Regions from separate parts of the Gossypium hirsutum genome. Here region 2 is linked to region 1. A link is a contact called in public Hi-C data. All regions are on one chromosome and are shown on one strand. Each heading gives the region's core, a stretch centred on a gene start, on an enhancer-like site or on the middle of the called end of the contact. The rest is flanking DNA. Distances are from core to core; before and after follow the strand shown. Region 1 has its middle 47 kb from the start of LOC107951736. Region 2 holds the start of LOC107951736 (homeobox-leucine zipper protein ATHB-6).

What was found. Hi-C and Micro-C count contacts between places; a contact is called where the count stands out from the background.
Region 2: a contact with region 1 is called in a Hi-C map of leaf, with 2.0 times the contacts expected there. The contact joins the promoter of LOC107951736 here to the enhancer-like site in region 1. A contact is called at or near these places in 8 of 34 Hi-C or Micro-C datasets (anther, callus, fibers and 2 more).

The regions. Positions count from the first base shown.
Region 1 is chrA02:97,837,756-97,845,393 of Gossypium_hirsutum_v2.1, reverse strand. No RefSeq gene overlaps it. Among protein-coding and RNA genes, the nearest start is that of LOC107951736, 47 kb to the left of the region's middle. Within about 2 kb of position 3,718, at least 4 of the 9 cell types and tissues checked have an H3K27ac peak or open chromatin away from gene starts, as enhancers often do. A contact at or near this core is called in fibers and leaf, where this site is marked.
Region 2 is chrA02:97,885,008-97,892,645 of Gossypium_hirsutum_v2.1, reverse strand. It overlaps LOC107951736 (homeobox-leucine zipper protein ATHB-6), which reads left to right and starts at 3,828. Exons shown (of 3, transcript XM_016886876.2): 1 at 3,828-4,433; 2 at 4,528-4,901; 3 at 4,978-5,860. The coding sequence starts at 4,370. The coding sequence ends at 5,490.

The DNA of each region.
Region 1 (7,638 bases), core at 2,469-4,968:
CTTTTCAAAAGTATTTTTCAAAAGCCACGAAGAACTGGTCCTTAGATGTCAAATTTAGGACAGAAAATTACATTAATTTTTAAAATAAATAAATAAATAAATGTATTATTCATCTTATATGTGATATCAATAAATAATTCAAAATATTTTAAAAAATAAAATTTCATAAAAAATAATTCTATAAATAAATTATGATGTATTTTTTTATGCTGATATAATGGTTTGTTTTTGGGTTGGTGGTTGTTGTCTCCATGGGGGGACCTGTGGGTGGTGAAGGGTGGCTCAATTTGGGGGGTTGGAACCGATGTAGGAGTTGACAATAGTGAGGTCCTATTTTAGGGGTTGGAACCATGTGAATGTTAATTAATTTGAAGGCTTCACCTCTAATACTAGCTTAAAATCTTTCACGAAAGCTCATAATATACTGTTTAATACATATATGTGGATCAGATTATTTAGCACACCCAGTATATCACATTAAGTTATCTGGTTTAATTCGAGTAGAGTGTAAATTTTATTGTTTGATTGATAAAATGTAAAATTATCTAAAAATATATTTTATAAAAATTATTCTAATAGAATTTGTTTTTTTTTATTACATAAAGGTTGAAGTTATAATATTTCCTTTTACTGATAAATGAAAGCATTTTTCGATTAAATTAAGGAATAATATTTGATACATAAGTCATGTGCATAATTAATGAATAATAACAAAAAATATGGAAGACTATTAAATAATTCTAATAAATTTATTTAAATATAATTAAAATAATAATTGTAAATATCATAAATAAATATTAATAACTCTTGGATCTAGGATATTGAGTTTAAGTGTTTAGGATCTAGGGTCTTAGGTTTTGGGTTTTAATATTTATTAATAATTTATTATCAGTATTTATTTTTAAATCCTCTACATTTTTTTATTTAATAAGAAAGGGTGGTACATAGAATTAATATTCTAGCAATGTATCAAATGTTGTCTCTTAAATTAATTTTAGATCTCATTTCTCAAATAAACAAACTTTTAATTAGAGAAGCATTAAGCAATTAGTACTTCTCTTTTGAATAAAGTGATAGAAAAAAGAAAGAAGAAAAATATAATTTATTTTTTTATTAAACATGTTATTTATTATGATTGAAGGTAAATTTGATCAAAATGATAAATAAAAAAATAAAAATAAAAAGAGACAAAATTGTTATAAAGTGACATTTCGAGCGGAATTACATGATAAAATGTCATATAATAGACAAATATATATATAGTTGAAATGTTACTTGAAGAATAAATTAAAGGACTATAGAGTTTGATACATTAGTTTTATTATTATTATTATTTCATTTTGATTTAAGTAATAGGGTAAAATTGTCAAAAATATTATATTGTTAAGGGAATGTAAGATTACTTACAGAAGAGATGGTATTGAAATTACCTTATATATTTTGACATTATCGACTTAAAGTAATTTTTGAAACCTAAAACCTTTAGACATGTTGCATTTTTTGCATCCTAATAAAATTATTTCATATTTAAATTATGTGACACACTATCAAGTATCTTATATTATTATTTTTGTTTAATGAAAGATTTTAGTTTTTATCATATCTATTTTTTTATATAATGTTTCGAATTACTTATAATTCCTTCTCAATTCTTAAATAGGAGGATAATACGTTTTAGCATATTCAAGCCCATATCCTCCTATATTGGCAACAATATCGAGCTAAAGACTCAATCAGTTGAAAAGATAAAATTTTTAAACTTTATCTACAAGAATGATTTTGTGATTTTATATGACCAAATTCTAATGGTGAACAAAATTTTTTACAAATTTAACCAAAGCTTTCGTCCAATGTTTTCAGAATTGAATCGTGAATTTCTAGTTTAACTGGTTTAAAAATTAGAAATTTACGGATTTTTATAAGTTAAAGTAGTTTTGGGCGAACAAGTCACATCAAAACTGATTTAATAGTTGGGATAGAATTGATAGATGAACTAAATTTGGAAATAATCCACTAATCCGACTTGATATTTAACTTCTATATCACACTTAAATAACATAAATTCAAATCTCATCCTATAACAATAAAAAAGAAAAAAGTATCCATAAAAAGCAGCGCCACATGATTGGATCCCAAAATATACGTGTCCGTTGGGACTTGGGAGCCGCATCCTTCTCTTTTAGTTGCCTTCCCACCCAAAACTTAATACCATTTTTCTTCAACAAAAATCCATTTTCTTGTTTCATCTTTTTACCAAATGAAATAAATAAATAAAAGCAGCACAATAAAGGTTGTAAATATTATAAAAAGCTAAAAAACAAATATCCACTACAACCACCAATCAATTGATTCTGCCACGTACCCATTTCATCCCTCCCCCACCCAAAAGCAAACCATCTTTTCTTCTTTTTTTTTTTTATTTTTTATTATGAATAAAAAATGTAGCTTTTATACTTTTGTTTGCTTTTGTAGTGTACTACCTAGTATTTAATTTGAATTGGTAGTAAAATAGTGAGTGAAAGGCCAACAGTAAGGCTATTGTGAAGGTGTCACATGGATAGGGTGAGGTAATTGCTTGGTGTTTTTCTCAGAACCACCATGTCTGTCCTTCTGCCTTCCCATGTTTACATTTGAGTTTAGCGTCACACAAAGTTACTCCTTTCCTATTACCTATGCCAATATCTCACATTTCTTTCAATCACAAAACAATATTAACAACTATCACAAATTTAGTTGAGATCTATACTAAAATTAAATTATATATCTTTACGATAATAAAAAATATAATTTTATCATATATTAATTTAAGATTTTTTAAATTAAAAAAATGACTAAAAGTAAAATTTTTTATTTTAAGAGAGCTGAGATCCCCTGTCAACACCCTTTTTAGTTCCAACCCTATTTATCAAATAATTCAAATCATAAAAATTGTATGGTGACATATATGGCTAACTTTCCAATAAAGCAAGAAAATAAAAAATATTGGATGTAGTGGTAAGGGATGTTGCATTATTAAATAGAACACATAAGTTTAAATTTTAGAGATGATATTGTTACGAGAGACAATTATGAACCTCCAATATTAGCAAGTGTAACATCATGATTTTTAGTCTTTGTTTTTCGATACAATACTTAAAACTATTTATAATCCCTCATCAACCCTTAAATACGAGAATAATGTACTTTAGTGCACTCGAACCCTCGTATTCTTATATTAACAATAATATCAATATCAGCTGAGTTAAGACTTATAATATTATTTATTTTTTAATCATGCTATATTTAAAGTTAAACTTTTTCTTTTCATAACATACGTATTAATAATATGGTAGCTTGGCCATTCTGGAATAAAACTAGCAGCTGAACCCTAAAAGATCCCCCAAATGATGATTAAGCTAAGGTAGGACAGAATCATAAAACCCCTATATAATAGTGGTAAAGCCCAAATCCAAAAGTTGAAAGGTCATATCCATGTTCATGTACTATAATATTTCCATTTTCTAAAATTTCAACACAATTAAAATAAAAATAGGTAATATTAAACCATTGATCCAAATACAATGGCATATTTATTTAATTTATTTTTCAACTCCATGGGATGGGAAGCATTTGGTAGGTTCACCTTTGTCTCGTAGCAAACAAAGGTAAGGTAGTGCAGAATTTACGTGCAGAGCTAGCAATTTTAAATAATAAATAAAAATAAAATAAAATAAAATGGCAGCTATAGAGCTAGTCCTTACTGTCCCACTAGACTAGACTGTGGGCGCACTACTGTACTGGTTTCTCACATCATGACCTGTTAACTTTCTACTGGTTACATTTTTATTATGTGTACTATGTATTAATATTATTGTATTAACATAATTACTTATTTTTCTAATTTTAAAAAATTATTTTAATTGGATATGTAGTTTTTGTATGGTGGTAAGGAAATGTCTTTCAAAATTGAAGCCAGAGCTATTTTAAAATATCTTCTCTTAATTTGGAAAAAAGAGTTAAGATAAATTAAGTAGGAATGCGACAATATTTTTCTAGTGAAATCTCTATAGGTAGGTGGAGTTGTTAATAGTTTGATGGTTAAACTATGTTCGGTATATTGTCTTTTAGGCATAAGTTGGAAGGTACGTGTTTGTCATATTCTAATGGCACATAAAGATCATATAGCTAAGTGTGTGAATCTTAGTTTTATGAGTTTATGTATTTAATGAACTGTCATTATCTGTTCAATGGTTGTTTTTAGCTAATTGTAACAGCCCTTCACAAGCTTAAGTGTTGTTTGATGTAATAACAATTTACTATTATTTTCTACCAAAAAATTATTTAAAATTTTTAGCTTTTAAACTTATATTATTTATCAAATTATCCAAAAACAGATAAAAAAGTTAATATTTGTTAACTTTACTATGTGGCAACCCATGTGTATGTCACATTAGCAATTAACTAATTTTTTAACAATTAAAAATATTACACAAATATTTTTTTTATAAATTTGATAAAATTTTGATACTTTTAACACTTTTAATTTTTAAAAAAATTAATTTATATATATTTTAATTTTTTTTTAAAATTTATAAAATTAATTAATTGTCGATATGGCATCTTACAGTTAATAAATATTAGCTTTTTAACTCATCTTAAAGTAGTTTGACAAATAACACAAATTTAAATATTAAAAAAATAAAAGAAATTTAAATGAAAAATTAATATAACTTTTTTGTAAAATAAAAAAGTGAAATAAATAAATACTCTTATTATATTTTAGAGATTCTTACACCATTTGGCAATGTACATCGTGGGGGACAGAAAACAATTGCATTTGCAACCATTATTATTACAAAATTTAAACCCATTTTGTAATATAAAATTAAATTGTAATAAAATCTAGTAGAAAAAAAAAAGGAAAAAAATTAGGGTCCCCTCCCCTCCTACATGTTGGTATTGTGTTGAAATGGGTCCCATTTTGTTCATAGCACCTTTATGAAATGCAGGTATTGGTTGAAGGCATGTGATGTGGGTCCCTTTTGCTTTATTTGCATCAAAGCAACGTCGTTTTCATCAATGGGTCACTATCCACGTAAAAATTTGCAGCAAAGCTGGACTAGGCGAGATTGATAGGAATGTCTTTATCATATACTAGTAGTAAAGTAAATTTATATTACTAAACCTTGTTTCTTTTTTCTTTCTTCGGAGCTGTAAGCCGTTTGATTGGTGACAACTCATCTACTCTACATATTTTTTGTTTACAAATTCAACAGAAGGGAATATAAAAAATGAAGAATATTGACCATTTTATCAATAAAGGCTCATTTCTAACTTCATTTACAGACATAGGCCACCTTTTTCATTATTTATCGGAATGGTCCGAAGACATCAAAACGCGTCCACGTAGGTGCATTTTAGGGGGAAATTCTAGCAAAACACGTCCCTAAGGGAGCGATTTTGCCATGTCAACACAAAACACGTTAACATGGACGCGTTTGGCTGACATGGCAAAATCGCTCCATCAGGGATGCATTTTAGCCCTTGTTTTTCTAAGGTTAGGACTGTTTGCATGTTTAGTGCCTAGGGTTTGTGGATTTAGGGTTTTAATGTTGTAATGTTAGTGTTTTGTTAAAATAATTTAAGGTTTTATTTATTTAGGGTTTAAGAATTTTAAAAAAACAAATTAGGGTTTAGAATTTTTTTAAAAATAATTAAATTAGGTTTTAAAGGTTTTAAATAAATAAATAAATTAGGTTTTATTAAATGAAACAATATAAAAACAGTTTGTACAAATATATTTAAAAAAATCAATGTATGTGTTGGTCGGAATCAGTGCCACATGGGGGTGGTCGATGGTTACGCGCTGGATTCCTTATTGGTTTAGCTTTTGGCAGGGGTTGTGGTTGTTCTGGTTGTGAGTGTTGGTGTTGGGAGAATGACTCACCTTGATAGAATAAAGAATGCAAATGTGTTTGCATTACCTACGGCAGAGGTGTTTGAATCCCATAAGGCGATGGGGATTAGAAATGAGATGAGCTCTCCAACGGCGCCTCGTGCAATCCCTCCTACGACAATGGCCTATATATCGTCGGTTGAGTCAGAGTCATCGGAAAAGGAGATGCACCGGGCCATGCATTCCAACTTGGCATAGGACTAGGAAAAGGAAACATATAAAGGTTAGGATACATATAAGGGTTAGGATATGCACTTGCCATAATTTGAAGGGGTTGTGGTGTGGGCGTCGTCGCTTGAGGCGTTGGACCCAGTGATTGTGTTGGTGCTATTGATGGTCCCGTGCCGTCATCCCTTCTCCTTGGATTTAAAAGGCCTTATCGTTCCCTTTCAACATGGATTTGCAGACGCCTCTGCTCTTCCGAGAGCAAATATGGCTTGCCATGGATTCTAAACCATGGCATGTAATCTGGCGTGTACACTAACTCTAGAACGATAATTCGTTCGCGAGTAGGTATATGATCATACCAGTTTTCCCAAATTTTGATATATTCTAAGAAGAATACTAGCCAATGCGTATTCGATTGCCGTAAGTCAATTTTGTGCTCATCATCGAGCACCTCAGGTGTCACAAGAATCAATTTTCGAAATCGAAATTGCTACAACACTCTATCCGTCTAGTGTATCTTGACCTTAGCATAATTGACCAATAGGACCTTAACATGCCAAATGTTTGGATTTTGAAAGAATTCATCTGGAATTACTGCCCGAATTACCGGATCCTCGTTTGGTGTCAATTAAAACTATATGAATGTGATAAAAATATTAGTTATATACATAATACTAAATACTAAATATGAAACGACTATGTTATGTATATATATTATTTAATACTTACATGCGCTTCCGATCGTTGGTCTAATAGAAGCCATATATCTTCAGGAGTGGTAGGTATTCCAACATAACTCGCCGAATGGTTCCACCTAATTAAATAAATTTTTAGCATAAAATTATATTTTAAATCTATGTAATAATTTTAAAATCTAATATAAATTTTACCTCGTTATGAGTGAGAAAGTATATGGGTTGTTCACTCAATGACGTAAAAATAGAAAGCGAAACCGAGCCCATGATTGTAGTAGTGATATGCAACCTTTGATTTTGGATTTATTTGGTTTCGTTGCCTTGCATATCTCCCTGTACAATGTTGCCAACACGACAAACCCCCAACTAAGTTCACCAGCTGCTTTAAAATCAACAAGTTTCAACAGTCACCTCAGATGTATGAGGTTTCGTGACAAGTCTCACATCAGATAACCTCCAATGATCTCAAGGATGTATGTCCGAGCATATCGTATTCTTTCTACTTCAGTCGAATTATTCCTCGGCTTCGAGAATATGTTTTGTAACTAGCCTATCTCGATCTGACCTCCATTAATATTATCCAGAATCGCACCCAAAAGATCGTAGCCTATGGCTCCCCAATCAGCAGATTGAACGGACCTGGTGAGTACGAACCCATCCACCGGTAATCCCAATTGTAACTGCACGTCCTCCAAAGTGATGGTACACTCTCCACATGGAAGTGCATCTCGGGTCTCCATCTCTTCATGACTGCGCTGATGAGTTTGGGGTCCAACTTGCACCCCGGCTTATATTAGCCACGTGCGAAAAACCCGCTTCCCTCAAGTAATTTTCTACTGA
Region 2 (7,638 bases), core at 2,579-5,078, 47 kb before region 1:
TTTCTTAACCATCTCCATCTACAGGTATCAACTTTTGAAAGAATTAATGTTTATGAATTATAATCAAAATACCTTCATGTTATATAAAAAAAAAAAACCCAAGTATTAATCCAGCAGATTGCACTCATTTGTATGCTGAGTTTAATTCTTTGAAAGTGCGTTTAATAATAGCAAAACCTTTATGACACCAGCTCCATGGCTAATGGGCTAATTCCAGTCATCACAAAACAATTAATCTCATTCATGGACATGTTTACGTTTCGAGTACAAATTATGATTTTTTTAGGATAAACTATAAAAATAGTCACTTTTGTTTTTCTCAAATTATATTTTAGTTATTTATGTTTGAATGTTACGTTTTAGTCACTTACGTTATCATTTTGTTACGAAGTTGTCATTCTACAATTAAACTCTATTACATCCCTAACGCCGTTAAATGAGTTTTAAATGTCAACTTGGATGTCCAATTAGGATGAAACTATGTTTTTAATTAAATAAATTTAATTTAAACTGTCATATAGGATATCCAAGTTAGCATTTAAAACTCATTTAGACTGCTATGTAGGACCGCCATTACAGAAGTAACGTAGAGTGATTATTTTGTAACAAAACGATAACGTAAGTGATTAAAACATAACATTTCAAACATAAGTGACTAAAATGTAATCTAAAGCAAAAAAAAGTGACTACTGATAAAAGTAAATCACAAACTCCGAAAGAATTAATAGTTATAAATAGTAAAAAGGACATAAAAATATGTTAATTATACCCAAAAAAAAATGAAAACAATCCAAATAATATAAAAAAATTGTGTAATATAAATTACATTTTTTAATCTCTCATAATTTTATAATTCAAAACTCTATTTTCCTTAAAAAAATATGGTATGAAATCTTGATAATATAAATTATTAATATATGAAAAATTATCTAAATATAAAATTATATAAATTTTAAAAGACATACATTTCAAATGAATTAATTAAGAAAAAAATGAGACCAAAATCTTCTGGAGAATCTCCTGCTTAGAGTTAAGCTATAAGATTGATGACTTAAATGGAAGTGGGCAAGAAACACGTTGCACAAACATATTGACTGTTTGCTTCCAAGAACAAGAATATATATATATATATTACTTGTAAATTATGTAAAATCAATTTAGATTTTAAAAATAGTTGCAATAGAAAATATAAAAGGAAAACAATATATATAAACTTTAATTGAATTTCTATCAAATGAAGATGACATTTCAACCAAGATGTAAGCAACAAAATGTATATAATGATGTGTTTAATTGTGCAAAAGATATCGTAAGTGTAATTTCGGGTTTGGTTCTACCTTTGAAAGCCATGCAAGTAAAAGTATTTTACACGTGCATATATGAGCTCTTTTTTTAATATTAACCCTCAAATTTATTTAATTTTTTAAGTAAATTAAAAAATATTGTATATCATTTTAATTTCTTTTTTATTTTACACCCAGGTACAATAGCTCAAGTGACCAAGTTCACCAGTAATATCAACAAACCCTTCATACGAACCTTTAGACTTACAACTTGTCTAATAAATGAATTTACTCAGTAATTATCACATGAGTTATCAACTATCACAACTATTTAAGGTAATCCAAGGCATGTCATAGTCTCACTTTCCCTAAACCTATGACACCAGACTATTTGCCTTTGACCCTACAATAATAGCTTAACATGTGGCACCTTAAGATAAAGGACGACATGTATATAAGGCATAAGGCTTAAGGATAAGACTAAGCAACTTGCCTCTCCTATCCTCCCAACTTACTTCTAGTGTCACGGGGCTAGACCTTTCGTCTCGCAATCCGTGCGGCCTTAGGCAATTCGCTCGTCCAAACTCGCCCAAGTCAGCCTTTACTCGAATGAGGATTCCTTAAGAACTCCTCCAAGGCACCAACTCGTACAGCGGAAGCAAACTTATGCCAAAAGAAGCTTATAAAGAACAACAGAAAGGGACGCACACAAAGTGTTTGAGTAAATGCTCTCTATTCTCTTATTCACAAAGAATAATGAAACAATGAATGGAGTGAGTACAAATGAGGGGGAGGCTCTCTATTTATACTTGAGTTCCCCCAAAACCGACGGTCAAGATACAATTACATTGACGGACGAGATTAAAGGGTACCTACCATCAAATCTCTAATCTTATAAAATAATATCTTATAAGATTCCATATCATATCTAAGATCTCTAAGATTATAATATCATATCTTTTAAGATCATGTTTCCATATTTGTAGATGGACCTTCAATCTCTTCAAGCAACGGGCCAATCCGATTGGGCCAACCAGACTTTAATCTGACAAGCTTTTCCAACAGTTCCTTGAATCGGGCCAGCTCACGTGGGCCAAATGATCCCCGTCTAAGTAATAGACCTCCATCGGATGCATTTGGTTTGATGGTCACGGGCTTTGAACTCTGGCCCGTGACACTAGCATCCTCATCTCCCCTCTCTTTTTATTTTAACTACCTTACTCAACAACTCTCTGCTCAGTAATAAGCAGGGTGAATCATTCATTTCTATCACTCTCTTGCATCAACAATTTTATTATAAATACTCCTAAAATGGATAATTACATGTTTCATCCTATAAATTTTATAAATTTATAAATTAATATATAATAAAATTACACTTCAAACTTTTAAAAATAATATTTTTTAATCTTTTAAAAAATAAATTTATAAACTAATAAAATAGGAAAGCAACAATTTAACTCAAAAAAAAAAAAAACTTTTAACTTAGTCCCCGTCCCAAAAAATTCTTTTGGCCTGTAGTGTTTTTGTGTACTTTTTCTTTGTCCTCTAGAAATTGACATTTATATTTGTGCCCTAATTTTCTTTTGGCTGAAATATTCTTTATTTAAATTCATTTCAATATATATAAAATTATGAAGTATTTTTTGTTTATATATTCAAAGAGTTAGTCTTTCGATTTTAATATATTATAATTTGATTTTCATATTTTATAAAAATTTAAAAAATCAATCCAATCACCATTAAATCATTAATTTGAAATCAACAATTCGTTAAAACCAACCATTTAATAAATTATATGCAATAATTTGACAAAAAAAATAACATTTCAAGTACAAGAAGAGACCGTATAAAACTGTGATCATAGAATCACAATTTCATATAATATTTTTTCTTCAAATACACATGTTGACCAATAACTGCTGTGAGAAAAAAATTCTAATAAATTAGGGTAAAGATAGAATTCATAAAAGATAGATTTGAATTCCTTACCATTAATAAAATATTACATAAAATGTGTAATTTGAAAATAAAAATAAAAAAAGTAGCATTGTGAATCAATCAATTAATGGAATAAAATTAGAAATAAAGAGGTTTTGAGTTTCAAAATAATTCAGAGACACACAAGTTTTTCCATGAAATTATAATTTTATGAAATATCTTATGATAAGTGAGAACTAATCATTTATTTATGAAAATAAAATGGTAAAAAGATAGGCGATTAATCGCACCGACCCGAGTAGAGAGGGCCATGATACGCTGACACCAACCAAATCTTTTAAGCTCAAAAAAATAAACAGCGCCAAGCCGTAATAGGAGCCGAGCCGTACCACCGCTTTCCAATTTCGTAGTAGTTTTTTTTTTTTTTTTACTTTTTACCCACCAAAAAAAATAAACGGTCGAAAAACCGGGTACGCCAATAACCGGTAAAGAAAAACAAAATTGTGCATTTGGAATGAATTTTATGTTAATTTGCATTTTGGCCAACTGTGGGTACCTAACCCCAGTCAAATTCTAACCCAAATGTGACCCCTCTTTTGTTTTATTTAAAGTGATGGGAACTGGTTATTACCCCTGCTGGGTTCTTCTCCTTTCTCAATACTCAATTACTAATATCTATTCTTCACTTCTTCCATTTCAACACTCTCAAACTATATTCTAATTTTGAGGTTGTGTACTGATGTAAACACAAAAAACAAAACATATTGTGGGGAGTTCATATTACATGTTTTTTGGGTTTTCTTGAAAGCTTTGTCTTGTTGGGTTTTGTGTTTTGTTTTTGGATGGGAACTGAGAGAAGTGAAGAAACTGTGTTGAAGAAACAGAAGAAATATAATGGTGGGGAAAGTGAGAGAGGGCAATGGTTGTTGTTGTGCAGTTGTAAATTTCTACAATCTTGTACAAGTTGGTCTTGTTTTAGACAAGGGTGTTACTCTTTTTACAAGTGATACTACAACCATCTTGCATCTCTTAAATCTTGTATAAAAACAAAACTTCTGTCCCAAAACAATACACAATTAAGGCTCTCTCTCTTTTTTCTTTTTCTTTTTAATCTGTTTGAAATTTACCTAAAGGTTGATTCAACTATGAAGAGGTCACTTGGCAGCTCAGATTCTTTGGGTGCTTTGATGTCTATCTGTCCCACAACAGGTTTAATACAAATCCCAATTTTGAAACTTTATTTATTTCTCTCGGATCTACTCTAACCACGACTGGGGTATGAATGACTTGTGTTTTGGTGCAGATGAACATAGTCCTAGGAACAACCATGTTTACAGCAGGGAGTTTCAGTCGATGTTAGATGGATTAGATGAAGAAGGGTGTTTAGAAGAATCAGGTCATGTTGCTGAGAAGAAGAGAAGATTAAGTGTAGATCAAGTTAAGGCCTTGGAAAAGAATTTCGAGGTTGAAAACAAGCTTGAACCTGAAAGGAAAGTGAAGTTGGCTCAAGAGCTTGGTTTGCAACCAAGACAAGTAGCTGTCTGGTTCCAAAACCGACGTGCTAGGTGGAAGACCAAGCAATTGGAAAGGGATTATGGCCTTCTTAAAACCAGTTATGAAACTCTTAAGGCCAATTATGAAGCCCTACAACATGACAATGAAGCTCTTCTCAAAGAGGTAATAATTAATAATTAATAACCCAAAGTGTTCAATTTTCCTACATCTTGTTTGAACATGGAATGATTTGTTGCAGATAAGAGAGTTGCAGGCAAAGCAAAGTGGAGAAAGCACTGAGACAGAGAGCAATGTTTCAGTGAAAGAAGAAGTGATTATATCTGAAAATACTGATAACAAAACACTTGAACAAAGTGAACCAGCTGCAGATCTCAACTATGGATCAGTTGTTGTTGGTGCAACCCTTTTTCCAGACATGAAAGATGGATCATCGGACAGTGATTCCAGTGCTATCTTAAATGAAGACATCATCATCAACACCAAAACCAACAAGGACAATAGCCCTAACAACGCAGCTTTTTCATCATCTGGGGTGTTAGAGCTAGACAGCCAACACCACCTTTTGATATCATCTTCTTCGTCACCAACATCCTCCATGGATTGCTTCAATTTCACAAAAACAAGCTATCAACCCCACCAGTACGTGAAGATGGAAGAACATAATTTCTTCACTGCAGATGAAGCTTGTAATTTCTTTTCAGATGAACAAGCTCCAAGTCTTCATTGGTATTCTCCTGAACAATGGAACTAAAATGAAGCTCCAAGATTTTTGTAAGATGGGAATTATGTAAGAAGTTAAAAACTAGTACCCAATACCATGATCTTCAGCCTGTGATGGAAGTCAATAATGCAGAAAAGAAAAGAAGGGAATATGGAGAAGAAGAAGAAGAGGGGGGGGGGTTCACGTGGGATGGGGGCAAAAGGTGACAAACACCAAAAAGAAGGGGCGTGCGGGAATGATTAGATCGTAATTGGGACCTTTTAATTTATCTCTTCTGCTGTAAATGGAAAATTCTCCATAATCCATTGGTGGAAAGTGAAACTTCCTTTAATGGAGAGAAGCTGAACCCATAATAATAATATTATTATTAATAATGAACATTAATCATCATTGTTCCTTAGCTTCTCTTTTTTAATCTTTTCTATTTCTTTTTCTTTCTTAGTTTCTTTGTGCAGAACCCAGAAAATGGAGGGATCTTTTAAGACATGATATTCACCTGGTAGTCAAAAAACATAGTTGTGGTTTTTCCTAGCATTTTCATTTTTTTTTTGTTTAAATCTGCTCTGAGTCCTTGTGCCTTTTGAACTTTTAAAATTTAATTCATTTTAATCAATCTAGTTATCTTATTTGAAAACTAAAAGTTGAGCTTATACCACTATTAATAATTTTTTATTAAATTAGTAACATATTTAAATTTAATCAGTGTTATCAATTGAATTTAGAATTAAAGTTTTTGAATTTAAAAAAAGAGTGAATAAATTTTTGAAGGATAAATATATAGAAACTAAATACTCTATTGGATGAATGGTGTAACGTGTTTAATTTATTTTTTATTTTATGTTATAGTATTATAATAATACTTAATTTCACATTAATAGGAGAAAAACGCATTTTTTTTTAAAGAAACGAATGTCTATTTGGAAAAAAACAATCATCCTACCGGGGGGACGGAAAGGGAGGGGGGGAGGGGGGAATTGGTTAAAGTGATTGGTTTTACCCAAAATTCTAATGTTGCGGAATATTTGCTTTACATGAAAAGGAGTGCTTGTTTTGACAAAAGTATCGTTCTGCTAGATTTAATTTTAGATGATTTTTTTTTTATTTTCTTTTCTGTTGAAGAAAATAAAAAAATATTTTATTTTAACCTTTGTAATAAAATTTCACTTACAACTCTAATATTCATAGTTATGAATTATATTTTTTATTAAATTCGTTTATTTATAACATCATATGGTCTAAAATTTTAACTAAAAGTATAACTATTTCATATGTGTAAGTCTATTAATCATTATTTAATATTATTTCATTAAAATAATTAAATTTCACGTCAGGAAATCTATTAATCATATTTTATTAAATGAAATGATCTTCAATGAGTGAAATTAAAAATATCAATTCAATAAACTATTAAGTTCTCTAATTAAATATTTTACTATGAATTTAGAATATCATAAACTTATAAATTGATTACTTGAATTTAGTAACTCACGATAAATCAATTAATTTCTTTTTATAACTCATATTGATTAATTGAACTTATTATATTTATGAACTTTATAATTAATTATGTGAAATAATGTAAAATAAAATATGCATAAAACTAATAATGCATGCATCTGTTGTATGTTTTTTTAATTTTGTTGATTTGATTCTAACTTTTTTTATTTGATGAAAATTCACGATATGAATTTTATGATAAGTTTACAACGATTATCTTTCTATAATAGCATGTTGTTATATGTGTATAACAACCTTTCACCTTTCTATAACAAGCAAAATCTGGGTAGACAAATAGAGCTGTTATAGAGAGGGTTGGTTGTAATTTACAATGATTAAAACATTTAAGCCATTTTTTATATACATCATGTTATCTTAATTAAAGTAATCATGTGTAACACCCCACACTCGGCCTAGATGTTATGGCCGAATCTTGAGCAATTGCATTATTCGTTTTAAAACTCTAGATTTAATCCTTGATAACGAAAGTTTCGAAAGCATTACTTTTAGCAAATCTCTTGCAAGTTTTTACAAAATGCGCATAGAACTTATTTATTTTACAGGAAAACACTTAATTTGTTACTTAATTTTGCAACGGAAATTTTAGAGTTGTTAGTTTGAAAACCGTGATTCCAGTATGTGAAAACATGTAATTTGCAATTTAACAAAATCAAAATCCAG